3 separate regions of the Mus musculus genome follow, and all the other regions are linked to region 1. Evidence: chromatin contacts called from public Hi-C data. All regions are on one chromosome and are shown on one strand. The core of a region is the stretch at or near the end of the contact, and the rest is flanking DNA. Distances in the headings are between cores, read along the strand shown. Region 1 overlaps Tiam1 (T cell lymphoma invasion and metastasis 1). Region 2 has its middle 51 kb from the start of Gm10789. Region 3 has its middle 81 kb from the start of Tiam1.

Evidence for each region. A called contact is a pair of places that touch in the nucleus more often than the background predicts.
Region 2: a contact with region 1 is called in a Hi-C map of bone marrow-derived macrophages, with 24 read pairs. The contact joins two enhancer-like sites. A contact is called at or near these places in 1 of 15 datasets of contacts at CTCF or cohesin (large pre-B cells), 1 of 484 Hi-C or Micro-C datasets (bone marrow-derived macrophages), 2 of 115 datasets of contacts at active chromatin or transcription factors (acute myeloid leukemia and fetal liver) and 3 of 9 other capture datasets (adipose tissue, embryonic stem cells and liver).
Region 3: a contact with region 1 is called in a Hi-C map of conventional dendritic cells, with 3 times the contacts expected there. The contact joins two enhancer-like sites. A contact is called at or near these places in 1 of 39 promoter capture datasets (hippocampal neurons), 16 of 484 Hi-C or Micro-C datasets (Kupffer cells, Sertoli cells, bone marrow-derived macrophages and 8 more), 4 of 115 datasets of contacts at active chromatin or transcription factors (acute myeloid leukemia, bone marrow-derived macrophages and neural progenitor cells) and 3 of 9 other capture datasets (adipose tissue, embryonic stem cells and liver).

What each region holds. Positions count from the first base shown.
Region 1 is chr16:89,846,127-89,850,868 of GRCm38.p6, forward strand. Tiam1 (T cell lymphoma invasion and metastasis 1) reads right to left here. Exons shown (of 28, transcript NM_009384.3): 12 at 3,524-3,628. Among named protein-coding and RNA genes, the nearest start is that of Gm52239, 54 kb to the left of the region's middle. Within about 2 kb of position 2,320, at least 86 of the 459 cell types and tissues checked have an H3K27ac peak or open chromatin away from gene starts, as enhancers often do. A contact at or near this core is called in adipose tissue, bone marrow-derived macrophages, conventional dendritic cells and 1 more, where this site is marked.
Region 2 is chr16:90,089,310-90,094,051 of GRCm38.p6, forward strand. It overlaps a transcript of Tiam1 not described here and the pseudogene Gm2805. Among named protein-coding and RNA genes, the nearest start is that of Gm10789, 51 kb to the right of the region's middle. Within about 2 kb of position 2,897, at least 17 of the 459 cell types and tissues checked have an H3K27ac peak or open chromatin away from gene starts, as enhancers often do. A contact at or near this core is called in bone marrow-derived macrophages, where this site is marked.
Region 3 is chr16:90,039,866-90,044,607 of GRCm38.p6, forward strand. It overlaps a transcript of Tiam1 not described here. Among named protein-coding and RNA genes, the nearest start is that of Tiam1, 81 kb to the left of the region's middle. Within about 2 kb of position 2,681, at least 63 of the 459 cell types and tissues checked have an H3K27ac peak or open chromatin away from gene starts, as enhancers often do. A contact at or near this core is called in adipose tissue, bone marrow-derived macrophages, conventional dendritic cells and 1 more, where this site is marked.

The DNA.
Region 1 (4,742 bases), core at 1,070-3,569:
ATCTCATTTAGTGTGAAATCTGGAAAGCTATTGTCTCTACAGACTAAACCCCAGGTCTGTGGCCATTCCATGGACTGTTTCCAACAACTATCTAGTCAGGAAGAAATAGCCAAATGGGTATCATTTACATTAATATAATCAGCAAAGCAGGCAGACAATGACTATTGGTAGATATTCAGAGAACTCCCTTCTCACTCACACAAATGAATACTCATTACTCTCCAAGATCTTCCAAGTCCAGGACTCACTTTCTGCTATCGATGGGACAGAATTAAGTATCTGGGGTTGGGGTGGGAGTCATATATGAGGGCATGGCTGGAGACACCTGCAGGTTCCTGCAGAGCAGTGCCCCAGCATGCAGGGAGGTAGCAGGGCTTATTAATATCGTGTAGCCTGCTGCTTGCTCAGAAACGAGCAAGAAAACAAATATGCTCTCAGAAAGCACTCTGTGCCCAGACAGGCCCTGCCTTAGCATGACCCCACACCCCGAGGAATGCTCTAAAGCAGGGCTGCAGAACAGGGACCCCTGAGATGATTCTAGGGGCCTGTGAACTCAGAACAGAAAGCAAAAGATACCCAGAACATTTACGGAAGACGGCCCAGCATCTTCTCTGACCGTGGGTGCACGTAGGCAACCCGGACCACAACACTACGAGTGCCCGTGGCTTCCTCATGAGTACTAAAGCCATCTCAGTAGCAAATCCCAGTTGCTATTAATACCTCTGGATATTAGTTATACTTGCCACTATTTCTGAGCAGCAGTAGCTACTACATCCACTGTTAAGTTTTATAATTTCGTGAGCTCATAACATGTTACCTATCATTTAAAATTGAGTTTTGCTAAGCATCTTGCTATGACTAAGCCATGGGAAGGTCTGTCTGTATGTCCTGTCTCACGTGACTGTAAGCATTACTCTGGGAAGGGGTCAAGAAGCTTCGTCAGGCACGAAAGCCGCCCAGAACGCAAGAAGCTTAGAGAGCCTGGTAAGATGGAGGTGCTGACGTAAGCACGACCCTGGTCACTGCTTCCCTGGGGATCTCTGGGCCAGAGACCACTGCAAAGGGTGAGAGAAAGCACAGTGGTCCCTTTGTACCTACGGGTTGTTCCCCTTAACTATAGCACATACATAATAACAATTATAGACCTGAACAGGCTGAGCTGGGCTCACCAGCACTCCATCGTCATCACTGGATAAAGCCACACCGTATCCATAGCTTAAATATGATATGTGACTAGGGGAGGGTTGGAGGGTTGGCTCAATGGTTAAGATCACTCGATACTTTTGAAGAGGACCCAGTTCAATTCCCAGCACACACAGGGCGGCTCCCAACTGTCTGTGACTCCAGTCTTATTCATACACATAAGATAGTAAAATAAATAAATCTAAAAAAAGTTTGTTCATAACAATAGTATATGACTAATAAACATTTTAAAGCCATGGCCTGATTAGCACACGTGCCTGGTATCTACAGGACCAGATTAGCACACATGCCTGACATGTATAGGACCCGAGTAGTATACATTCCTGGTATATACAGGACCTGATTAGCACACATGCCTGTTATATACAAGAAATAGAAGCTTGTTGCCTATGAGCCCTGCAATTTACTGTTTGTAAAATTCACAAATTATAAGGCATAAACTAAACTATCTTCTTGCAGCGTAATCAGCCTGACCTCTCTGACTTTTTTGATCATGAAACTCCAAGTTATTCACCGAGATGAGATGAAACTGTAGCCCAGGCTAGCCCCAAGCTTTATCTCTCAATCCTCTTGCCTAAGTCTCCCAGTGTAGGAATTTTAGATGTTTACCACACTACGCATGGGATTTTTTTTTTTCTTCCAAGAAACATCTTGCTGTGTTGTTCTCCAAGCTAACCTTGAACTCCTAGAGGTCATGCAACTCTTCTGCCTCAGCCCCCTGAGCAGCTAGGGCTACAGATGAGGACTGTAGTGCTGAGCTAAGGCTTTTCTTCTTTGGCATGGAAAGGACTCCTTGAGTATGTTCACAGAACACAAACAACTGGCTATTTAATTCTCAGAAGGAACACCTTGGCTCCTGGCTGTTAATGAGACCAGCTCCATCTCCATCAACACAGTCAACAGTGGCTTAAAGAGTCGAGAGGTCATTTATGTCCTTTTCCCTTTGCAATATTTATGTATATGAGTGTTTTGCCTGCAGGCACATTTATGCACCATGTGTGTGCAGTGACTACAGAGGCCAGAAGAGGGCATCAGATAGCCCAGAATTACAATTGTGGATGGTGGTGAGCCGCCATGTGGGCACTGAGAACCTTAAGCTGGTTCCTCTGCAGGAGCCGTCCTTTTCTTAGTCACAGAACCATCCCCCCACCAGGCCCACTTTCATCCTCTTCCAACATATAACATGATCAGACTGCCACAAGAGAAAAATCCATATTTCCTCAAAAAAAAAATATAATACTTTAGAGATCTGGGGTGACCTTTTCGGCTGGCAGAAACACTCCAAATCATAACTCTTCCAGTGGAAACAACCACTTGTATCTGTTATGCGCTTACGGTTGTCGAGAGTTTCCTAATAGAAGAAGTATAGCTCAAGAAGTTGATTTAAAATGCCACTCCCTATGACATTCTGCACTGTGGTTCCTCTTTCCAAAAGGAACCTCTGAGCTGTACTTCCAGTTCTGCTTTCTGTGGGGAGTCACTCCCCTGTTTCTATCCCCAGCTCCACGACAAGCAGCTCTGTGTCCCCCAGAAAGATGACTAAGAACCGAGAAGCCAGAACATTCCCCAAGAGAGGCCCTTGGTCCCCAAACCACTGTTTATTAGAACTGAAAGATGCACTGCTCTGCTAAGAAAAGGAACCTGCCAGTGGTTACCAAGGTGACAACCGCTAACACCTACTGAGAAACCATCTTTCTGCCCTTTGTAAAATCCCAGAACTTTCGGTATTGGTGTCTTATGCTCGCCAGCCCCCTATGATTTGTATGCAGAAGAACTGATAATAATCTCAGGCCCAGATCAGAAACTGCGTTCTCTATCTCTAAGGAGACTCAGACATCCACAGATGTCTCCAAGAATCTGTGTGAATGCAGTTTCAGCAAGCTGGGTGATGCATTAGATGGATGGTCGGGGAGGTGGGGGAGGGGGGTGTTACACCCACAAGATTTACCCCGTCAGTTCTGATAAGATGGTAGAAGTTGCACAAAATTGGAGCGCTTTCACTGTGGCAACCGCCAACTGATTTTAGAGTCACCGATTAAAAAGAAAGGTGTTCAGCAAGAGTCTGTCCTGATGACTCAACTCTTATCTGAGCATCATCTGTGGGTTTCAACGTCTTTGGTGGCAGCGCAGCCCTGCTTTTTGGACAAGCAAAGGCGACTTTCCACTCCGGGATTTCTGTGATAAGCAAGGTTATTTCTGCCAGCTCTGTGGCTCTGAATGAAGCTCATTCCATCCCACCAGCTACAATTACCACAAGTACATGCACGATTTGAAAATTATCTCAGACGGGGTGTTCGAGGACAGTGGTCGTAAACATTACCAGCTCGTAAATGTCCTCCTCGGGCTGCGGGATGTAGAACTGCACTCTGTTCTCCATTAGGAATTTCAGGCGCAGGTAATGGGCGGAATGATCCAGTTGATGTGTCTAGGACAGGAAGGGAGGAAAATGTCTGTTTAGTAGTGAACAGGAGGGATTCCGTCCTCGAGAGATCGGGAGACTTGTTATCTTGTTCCCTAAGGCAATGGGGATGGGGGTTGGGTGGCAGGTTTCTATACTTAAAAAAAAAAAAAGGTTAGACTACAAATCGGACCTGGAACTCATTAATAAAATGTCATACGGATCATGCAACTCAGTGCAGAAAACTGAGCCACAGACCCGTGTGTTTGGTTTGAGTTTTCAACTGTATCTCTTAAAGAAGCTCTTGCACGTCATGGCATACACTCACATGGTGAGGTGGAACGGACACACGGAGGAACGGAGGAACAGAGAAACAGAGAAACGGGGTGGGGGGGGTTACAATGAGAGAGAAAACGGCTGCTGGGCCCCAGGACAAGTGTTAGGGGCTCACTGCAAGCCGGCCATCACACAAGCAAGAAGAGGCCAGGGTTCCAGCCTTGCTTATGTATCCCAGAATGGGACTCCCTCGGGGCTGTGAGAGTGCACCTCCAGCCTGGGATGCACAGCAAATGGCTTGGGAATTAGAGCTCTCGGGGCCTCACCGTTCCTCTAAGACAGCTCCGTGGATCTACACTAAGATACCATCCTGGAGTTAATCTGACTAAAGAAGAACCATGATTAATATGGTTTTATAAATATTTTTCAATCCACAGCCAAGAAGACACATGGGAGAAAACAAACACGCTTTTCAAATGTTAGAAGACAACAAGGAATTACAGCACAAGAGAGGATTTAAACGGGTAGGTTTAATTTTGAAGTGTCGTTATCGTTTGAAACTGCACCTTAAAACACTAGCAAGGAAGAGATAAACTGTTTGGAATTTGCTTCCAAAGTCATTCACACTTGGAGACAGAATAAACAAACCAATGAAACATGGTAATTATATATCCTATGCAATGGGCACACGAGGATGTATTACATGGATCTCACTTCTACATACATTTGAAATTTCTCAACTTTTTAAAATAAAATTTCAATTTTATATGAAGTAAGCGATAAAAAAAAATGTCCTGTGGTGAGAACTATCTTTTAATAAGTAAAATTTAGTGTAGCAGGTAAGAACTCTTCCTTTATACTGCCA
Region 2 (4,742 bases), core at 1,647-4,146, 240 kb after region 1:
AAACACGCTGCACATTATTAAAAAGTAATAAAGTAATTGTTGCAGATATCCTAATGTTTCAGAAAGAATCACTAAGGTTAAGACATTACACCTTAAACACAAAGGCTCAAAACACCCAAAAGTTACTACCAAGTAAGGCGACAAATAAAATAACTTACTTTGAAGATCACCAGTAGGCCCAGACCTACCCTTAAAAAACGAACACACAAAAATCTTGATCTCTGATTTCTCTTAAAGCCATCCCTGAGCGTCCATCTGTCTTCTCGTTTGTTCTTCAAGCTCATATTCTCAGGCCACATAAGACTTGGAGGCTGGGGACAGCCCAGTTAGCAGAGCGCTTGATTAGCGCACACAAGGCCCTGGGTTTGATTCCCAGACCTGGTGGCACACACCTGTAATCCCAGTACTCAAGAGCTGAAGGCAGTAGGCCCAATGTCAGCCAGACTGGAAGCCAGAAAGGGATACATGAGAACCTGTTGGTAATGATGCTAATGATGATGATGACAATGACAATCACACACACACAGAGGCACGCACGCACGCACGCACATACGTATGTGACTGTATCCAACATGACCATATGACCCAGCCAGAGTCAACAAATCAAGACAGAAGGCTGAGGCAGTCGCCGGTCGGATCCTCTCGGGTGTAGGTCAGATTTGAACGGCCACCATGTCGAGCAAAAAAGCAAAGACCAAGACCACCAAGAAGCACCCTAAGCGCACAACGTCCAATGTGTTCGCCATGTTTGACCAGTCCCAGATCCAGGAGTTCAAAGAGGCCTTTAACATGATTGACCAGAACTGGGATGGCTTCATTGACGAGGAGGACCTGCACGACATGCTGGCGTCTCTGGGAAGAACCCCACTGATGCCTACCTGGACGCCATGATGAACGAGGCCCCGAGCCCCATCAATTTCACCATGTTCCTCGCCATGTTTGGAGAGAAGCTGAACGGAACTGACCCCGAGGACGTCATCAGAAACGCCTTCGCTTGCTTCCATGAGGAAGCCACAGGCACCATCCAGGAGGATTACCTGAGGGAGCTGCTGACCACCATGGGCGACCGCTTCACAGACGAGGAGGTGGGTGAGCTGTACAGAGAAGCCCCCATTGACAAAAAGGGGAACTTCAACTACATTGAGTTCACACGCATCCTGAAGCACGGCGCGAAAGACTAAGATGACTGAAGAGCTGCTGTGGCTGACACGCCTCTTGCGTTTGCTTGCTCACTTCCTGTCTCAGACACACACACCCCATAGGACCACTGCGTACCACTTATTTTCTCAGTCACTTCCCCTCCCCCATAGGACCTACTGTGTGCCACTTAGTTCAGAGCTTTTCCTCTTTTTTTAAAATGTATTTATTCCAGACCCTTTCTGTCACTTAGCTTGTGTATAATCAGACTGGAACGGGGGACAACGTTGTAAATTGTACTGAAAACGAGATGCAAATAAAAAATGAACCACTGTGAAAGCCCAAGACAATATATCCGGATTTCTGGTTTTGCTGGATTTTTTTTTTTTTACATTTTTATATAATAAAAATGTTATTTTGAAACCAAAAAAAAAAAAGAAGAAGGCTGAGCAGTTTATGGAAAGAATGACCTTTGCAGACGAAAACAGGTAAACTGGGTAGAAATATTTGGGAAGGGGTCGGGCATCTACTTCAGTTCTCCAAATCCAGCTGCTATCCAGCACTCAACAGATACAAGCCCCAAGATAAAATGTTCTGAGGACAGTGGAAGGGAGGAAGGAAGAAGTGTCTGATGTCATCACTCATGTGTCAGTTGCTCAGTTGCTTAAAGCCCCCGAGGTATCCTTAGAGGAGCAACCAAACCCACCATATCTGGTAGAAGTGGAGACTACAGGCTGGGGGATATAACTCAGCTGTGTGCACAAATGCCTCAGTTGGAGCCGCACCATGGCCTAAACCAGGAGTGCATGCCTGTTGCTTCAGCAACTTCAAGAGGCAGAGGCAGGGCTGAAGTTCACAGTAACCCTCAGCTAGATGCAGCTCGGGATACTCGACACCCTATCTCGAAAGATAAGAAGTCTGCGCTAGCTGACTCTCACTTCTCAAAGTCCAGGATATTCCAACGTCTTAAAGATGGAAAGCGAAGGTGTCAGACTGTCTGAGGCGGATCCCTAGCAAGCAGGGAAAGGACAGGTGACTAAAACCTCCATGCTGGCCTCTTGCCACCACCAACCTGCTTCTCAGCTCTCCTCCTCCACACACTCCTGTAACTCACTCAGAAGTCAGAGGAGCAACTCATCTGCTGGAATCAGATTTGAGCAGTAGGAAAGGGCGGCTGCTTTTTGGCCTCCCGAGAGCAGAAGTGGAGGAGGCTATGATGCCCACCTCTTTTTAACCCTTCAAAGACCATCAACTGATAAAGGCCATCCCAAAATCAGACTTTAAAAAAAAATCAGTCAATAGCTCTATGTGACTTTGGATTTTTTTTTTAAATCATTTAAACCCATTTTCTCCCAAGAAATAGCAGTGGGTGGACATCTTTGTTGGGGTTTCTCTTGCTGCGATAAAACACCATGACCAAAAGCAACTTGGGGAAGGAAAGGGTTTATTTCAGCTTATAACTCTCAAGTCACGCTCTGTCCCTGAGGAAAGTCAGGGCAGGAATATAGAAAGTGGATATGAAACAAAAGCAATGGAAGAGTGTTGCTCACTGGCTTATTAATCCATGGCTAGCTCAGCCTGCTTTCTTACACAACTAAGGACCATCTGCCAAAGATGGCACCACCCACAGGGGACAGGCCCCTCCCACACCAAGTCATATGTGGTTCTCAAGGATACCTTAGATTAGTTAGGAACTGCTCAACAGTCTTGACTGTAGGCCAGTCTTATAAAAGCCTTTTCCCTGTTCCTCTTCCTGAATGACTCTAGCTTGTGTCAGTTGGCATAAAACAGGCCAGCACAGGAGGGGCACAGGCAGTAGAGAAGGCAGTACATAAGTCAGTTGTTAGACACAGGATTCACGTGGGGCTCTCCACTCACAAAAGCTGATGTCAACAAATGACAGTAGAAAATGACTGTGCTGTGTGTACACTAGGTTTGGGGGCTGTCTGCTTGCTTGCTTGTGTTTTTGTTTTCGAGACCAACTAGGTCTCTCCCCAAAGCCAGCCCTGAACTCCTCTATAGTCAAAAAGTAACTTGGAATTTCTGAACCTCCAGGTTCCACTTCCCAAATCCAGGAATCACAGGTGAAAGCCACCGTGCAGGTTTTATTATTGTGTTAGAGGCTGAACCAAAGGCCTTGTGCATGCTGGGCAAGCACCCTACCAACTCGCTACGAAGGTCAGTCTTCAAGAACTAACTGCTCTGCCAGGCATGGCAGTTCACTCCTGTAATCACAAAAGCAAGAGGTAGAAACAGAGACTCGCTAAACTGGATGAGGCTTCTTCTTGCGGGCAGGACTGGATCCAATACGTTCTCAGAGTTAATTCAAGCTCTGCACACACACCAGGGGGCACTTACATGGCTTCTCTTCCTGACCCTTCTTTCCTGAGTGACCCGTCTAAGCAGAGAGACTAGACCCCAAAGAACAAGAAAGCCTCCTGCTCTCAGTGAAGAAACACTAGAATCAACATCAGAAAAGTACAGATGTTCAGAGCACCCCAGAAAGCCAGGCTGGGAAAAGAACCTTAGGGCTTGCCGATGAGAGGCCAAGTACTTCTCCACCTCTGATCCAGCAAGGGCAAAGTCATTATACATTATACACTGACGTTAACCGAGTACAAACCCACATAAAACAGTGATGCAGGGGGAAAATGTAAGCACGGCACAACGTGCTCAGAGGTGCTATGGGAGGGGACAACAGACAGAAGCACTCAGGCAGCCAAGGACCAAGACACTGCCAAAGTACTCAGAAGTAGGTCTGTGTGTCTGTGTCTGTGTGTGTGTGCGTGCGCGTGCGAATATATATAATGTGGTGTGTGAGGATAAATGTGTCCGGTGCAGATGTGTGTGGGAATATATTTATATACATGGAGAAAAAAATTACAATACAAATAGAGAAAATGTAAACACTGATAGACTGAGCAGATAGTATATGTCTTATTCAATACCACAGGCTAAGTAATTTATGGAGAACAGAGTCTATCTCTCATAATAGACTCTGGAAAGTGTGGCATAAGTCCAAGATGAAGACACTAGAATATTCAGTGTTCTGCATCTCCCATAGCAAAGAACTTGATGCCCCTGGCATGGCTAGATACAGAAGAGCAAAAGGGCTAATGTTCTGAGCTCGACCCCACTCCCCAAACACATGCCTTCATGAGCTACCCACCCTTCAAAACCCCACAGCCATCACAGGGGCAGCTGGAGTGAGGTTTTGGGTTCCTTTAAAAACAGAAATATAAGAATGTGTTTCTTCTAACCTCAGGTGTGGGATGCGGGGCTGCTTCAGACTTCCCACGGCAGCTGACTATGATTTGTGGAGTGCTCTAACAGGGGCATGGTTTTGACAGCCGCAGATAATTTCTGTGAGTGTGTGATGTTTGGAATTCTGGGGACTTTTCAGAGGACATATAAGTGATAAAGCCCCGACAGTGGGAGGCTAGTTGGCCCATTAGTGGTTGGATGCTCTTGGTGGCCGATGGTGGCAGCTGGTTGTGGTTTGTTGAATAGTCAGGTGCAAAGAGACAATTCTGATGACAAAAATCAATCTTGCCCCATGGAACTTGATGCCCCTAGCCAGCGGGAAGCACTCACCCCTTTTCCCT
Region 3 (4,742 bases), core at 1,431-3,930, 190 kb after region 1:
TCTAACTGTCCACAGCTTTTTAATTCTTCTTACAATTTTTAACATGAACGGTGCTCTATAAAATATTCCATCAAGTGTCCATATTCAGCCAAGATGAATAAGGGTCAGACACACAGTCCTACAGGAGAGATTACCACTGGACATGATCTAGACCAGAATTCCTTTCAGCCACCAAACAACCTGTAGCACAGTGGTCCCCAGCAGACTGGAGACAAAGGAGCAAAATAAGCCTGCAACTGAGCCAGTATCCTCACAGCCAAGCCTTGGGGCTGAGAGGGGAGAAGAGACACCCGGGCAGAATGCTGCTGTGGTCCAGAGTCACATAGTTGGAACTGAAATCAATGGCTCCCTACCCTGTATTTGACAGCGAGAGTCTGAAGAGAGTTCCAAGCATGGCTGCCTATTTGATGCCAAATGGAAACTCTTGGAATTCAATGATCCACTGATGAATCTGATTTCCTTGGTTGGTTTTTTGTTTGTTTGTTTGTTTGGTTGGTTGGTTGGTTGGTTGGTTTGTAGTAGTTATTGTTGTTGTTGTTTCTTTGTTTGGTCTTTTTCATATAGGGTCTCACTATGTAGCTCTGGCTGTCCTAGAACTCACACTATAGACTAGGCTGGCCTTGAACTTGAAGAGTTATGCCTCTCTAAGCACTGGGACTAAAGGCACACACCCACCATGCCTGGTTCCTCGATTCTTAAGTAGTTAGTGCTCACGGAACTACAGCAGTGGTTCACCCAGTGACAGTCTGGGGTATCCTCCCCACAGCACCAGCATCGTGGGGACAGGCTCCAGCTGCAAGGACTCTCCAGAAGGACTGCTGTGACTTCTGAGTGACAGCTTGCCCTTCCTGACTCTATATCCGTGTCCCAGGGAGGAGAGCTTCCCTGACAAGGGGAGCCTGGCCTGGCACACAGTAATCACTCGGTGAAGAACCACTGAAGTAATTACATATATTCCTCACATTATACTGTGGTTACATCCTGCTAAGCCACATACCTTCAAAATATCCCAGGCAGCCAGATGGCTCTTCAGGTAAAGGTATTTGCTGCCCAACATGATGACCTCAGTTCAGTCCCTGAGACCCCCACAGTGGAAGGAGAAAACTGGATCCCACCAATTGTTCTTTGACCAAATCCACTGTAGCAGGTGCTTAAGCACGCATGGGCTCACATGTGCACACACAAAATAAATAAAACGTTTAAAATGCAATAAGTCGAAAACATAATAAGTTAAAAATGCACTTGATTTCCCCCATCTACCAGATAGTGTTGCTTAGCAACACAGCACGCTGCAGAGTACCAGCTGTTTCCTCTCGTGACTGCGGGCCTAATTGGGAACTACAGCTCACTGCTGCTAGTCGGAATCAAGAGAGAAATTCAGATGGTGCATTGCCAGCTCAGGAAAAGAAACAGATTCAAAACTCCAAGTGTCATTCCTACTGGATTTCTATTGTGTGTTCATTATCATCAAGAAATGAATGAATGAATTAATGAATGAATGAACGAATGAACGAACGAACGAACGGAATACTGTAAGTGCAGACCCATCAAAAGTTATGTCCATTTATACTTGGTAAATGGATCAAGTGTCCTGGCTAACAGAGCCAGCCAGCATGAATCTTCTTTTCCGAAGCCACTCCTCATATTTAGGTCAGGCCGGAGCAGACCAAGAAGAGGTGCTTTAGCAACAACGTCCTTCATAGAGAATGACCCCCCCCCCCAGGGTCCCAAGAACATGGAGATGAGGCTCCTCCCTCCAGTGTCAGGCCAGAGCGCAGAGGAATAGCTCCACAATAGCAATGTCTATCTCTGGTTGAGAAACTCTGGTCTAGATTGCTCACTTCCTTTATAAGAGGACAAAATGCTGTCAAGAAAAATGAATTTCGAGCCCATATGCTAACTCACCTGATACCATGTCCCAGAGAAAGCGCTGTGCTGCGGTCTGCCGAGACTTCGAGAAGGGTAACTACTACAACAGTCAGGCTTGAGAGAGCAGAGGGGAAGGCCTGAGTCAGGCCAGCTTTGCAAGGAAGAGAGGTTTCAGGCTGGCTCAGCGGTCACACACTTACCTACCATATGTCGGGCCCTGAGTTTAATCTGGATGCACACCAATAAAAGGAAGAACAGAAATTAGAAAAAGAGTTGTTCATCTCACAGTTCTAGTGGTTTGAAGACCAAGATATGACAGCTCCATTGGTTTGGTCCCTGATAATCACAGCAGAACTCTGACGTGAGGAAGTAACCACAAGTGTATATACATACATACATACATAATTCACAGGTATGCCCCAGTCAACCCATAAGACCACCTATGGCTTACATGTTCCACATCACCTCCCAAGACTGCCAATGTGGGACCAAGTTCTCACTGCATGAACCTCTGTAGAACAGATACCTGCCCAAGTCATGTGCTGTCTCCATTAACTCCTAAGAAACACCTGGACGGGAAAAAGGGCATTGACAAGATGACCAAACACAGATCTGGCCTCAGTGATACCCAACACCATCTTCCCTTGACCCCGGAAGGAGTACCACAAACTTCCAAAGCACTCAGTAATTTACAACACATCCCACTGGTGCTATCCTGAGAGCAGATCCCCAAGAGACACTGCAGTTGGCAAGTCATTGGTATGCATAAGTGCCCTGTCTTATCTTCGCGCAAAAAAAAAAAAAAAAACACCATCAAAGGGAACCGAGAAGGAGAGCTGACTTCACCCACATCCTCACAAAGCTGGCAGCACAGCGTGCTAACCCAGACGACATCATCATCACGACGGACGCAAGAGAGGAGCCCACTTCTCTAAGACATGCAGTCCATGTGTAAGGAGAGAGCAGGGTGTCTCTCTCCCTGAAGTACTTGTCCAAGAAAGCAATGGCTAAAGCAGAACCAAGTGGACCCCGGGTGGGGTAAGATCTCACCACTCAGACTGTCTCCAGGGACTTGACCCCTTGTAACTACCTGCGTTCTCCATGCCTCAGTTTCCCTCACTGGGTAAAAAGGAGACAAAACAGAAGTCACACCTCCTAACATCATTAAGAGGAAGAAATGAGAGGGTAACAGAAACTCACGCCCAGTATTTACGACCCGCCATTACTTAGCATTGGAGCCATGTTCAGTGTAGCATCCACCAGCCTGTGCTGTATTTTTCAGTAGCTTAGCAACAGGCAGTGTTGAGTCAGAAGCGTAAGGAAAGTCTCAGGCAAAGGCTCTGTATTCACAATCCAGTATCGTTTCCCCTTTACCTGCAATCTGCTCAAACCCTATCTAAGTCCCAACTGTTCTAAGCCCCCATGGAAACAAGGAAGCCTGATGAGCCACTCGCCGGCCCCTCCCTCACCACCCCACGTCACATACCGCTGCTCTCTGCCTCTCCGCTCCATGTGTGACATACAGCCCCATTCTGGAAACCAAATAATCCCAATCCCTGCTCTAAAAGTAAACCGCGGCCCCGTGAGACAGCTCAGTGAGCTGAGGTCCTTGCTCAAAGGCTGATGAACATCTTTCTATGTTTCAGCCCCAAATCCCATGGCATCAAAGAACCAGGGCCATAGAATTGACCTCTGACCTACACACACACACACACACACACACACACACACACACACGAGGCATGCATGCATCCACGAATGCTCACACAATCAATCAACGAAAGTTAAGAAGGGAATAAAACAAGCCGGGCTTGGTGGCAAGCACCTTTAAGCCTCGCCCTCAGGAGGCACAGGTGGGCAGATCTCTGTATTCACGGATAGCCTGGGCTACAGAGCAAGTTCCAGGACAGCCAGGGCTATAGAGAAACCCTATTTTGTTGTTGTTGTTGTTTGTTTGTTTGAGACAGGGTTTCTCTGTATAGCCCTGGCTGTCCTGCAACTCACTTTGTAGACCAGGCTGGCCTCGAGCTCAAAAATCTACCTGCCTCTGCCTCCCGAGTGCTAGGATTAAAGGCGTGTGCCACCACGCCCGCCGAGAAACCCTATCTTGAGGAGGGGAAAAAAAACAAAACAAAACAAAAACCCAAAGTCTGTAACAGATGCCATCAGAGCTGCCCTGCTCCCAGATCAACGATGCTAACCAGGACCTGAAGCGAAGCCTTATGTGTTGTCAGTAGCTTACAAGAGACAAGTGAGCTTGACAGCTCTCCACTGTGGCCACGACTAGGGAAGGAGACGCTGGTGTTTCCTGTGCTTGGCATTCTAGTCCCAGGAGCCTCACAGAGCACCGAGGGGAGCAGAGTGAGGCCATCAAGATTCTCTTTCAGATCGGGAAGGCGGACCACGGCAAAGCAGAGAAGCTGCAACACGAGGACCACGGGACCGCTGGTCGCCTAATCAGTGGCCGCACGAGTCACCATGCTTCCTCTGCAAACTCAGGATAAGGGCAGAAACTCAGTGTGTCTTCCTTGTTCAACTTCTCTTTCCGGTGCGGAAGGGACTGTTCCGTTTTTCATCGTTTAAAAAAGAAAAAAAATCAGCTGTCAAGTGCTCGGATCATCACAACTGAAGGACACTGAAAACGTGACACAGAGGATTGACTAAGGCACTGCTGAAGGGACCCTGTATCCCAAGGATTGCTGAAGTATAAGCACTAACACTTAGTGAAAATGCAAAATTTATCAAAAAAGAAAAAAAACCCCAGCACTTTACCCGATATTTCCCAGCCCCTAGGAAACAGAAATGTGTTCTGCTACTAATCTCTAGCTAGCAGAACATAGATGATAAACTTGGAGCACAGGTTAGAGATAGGA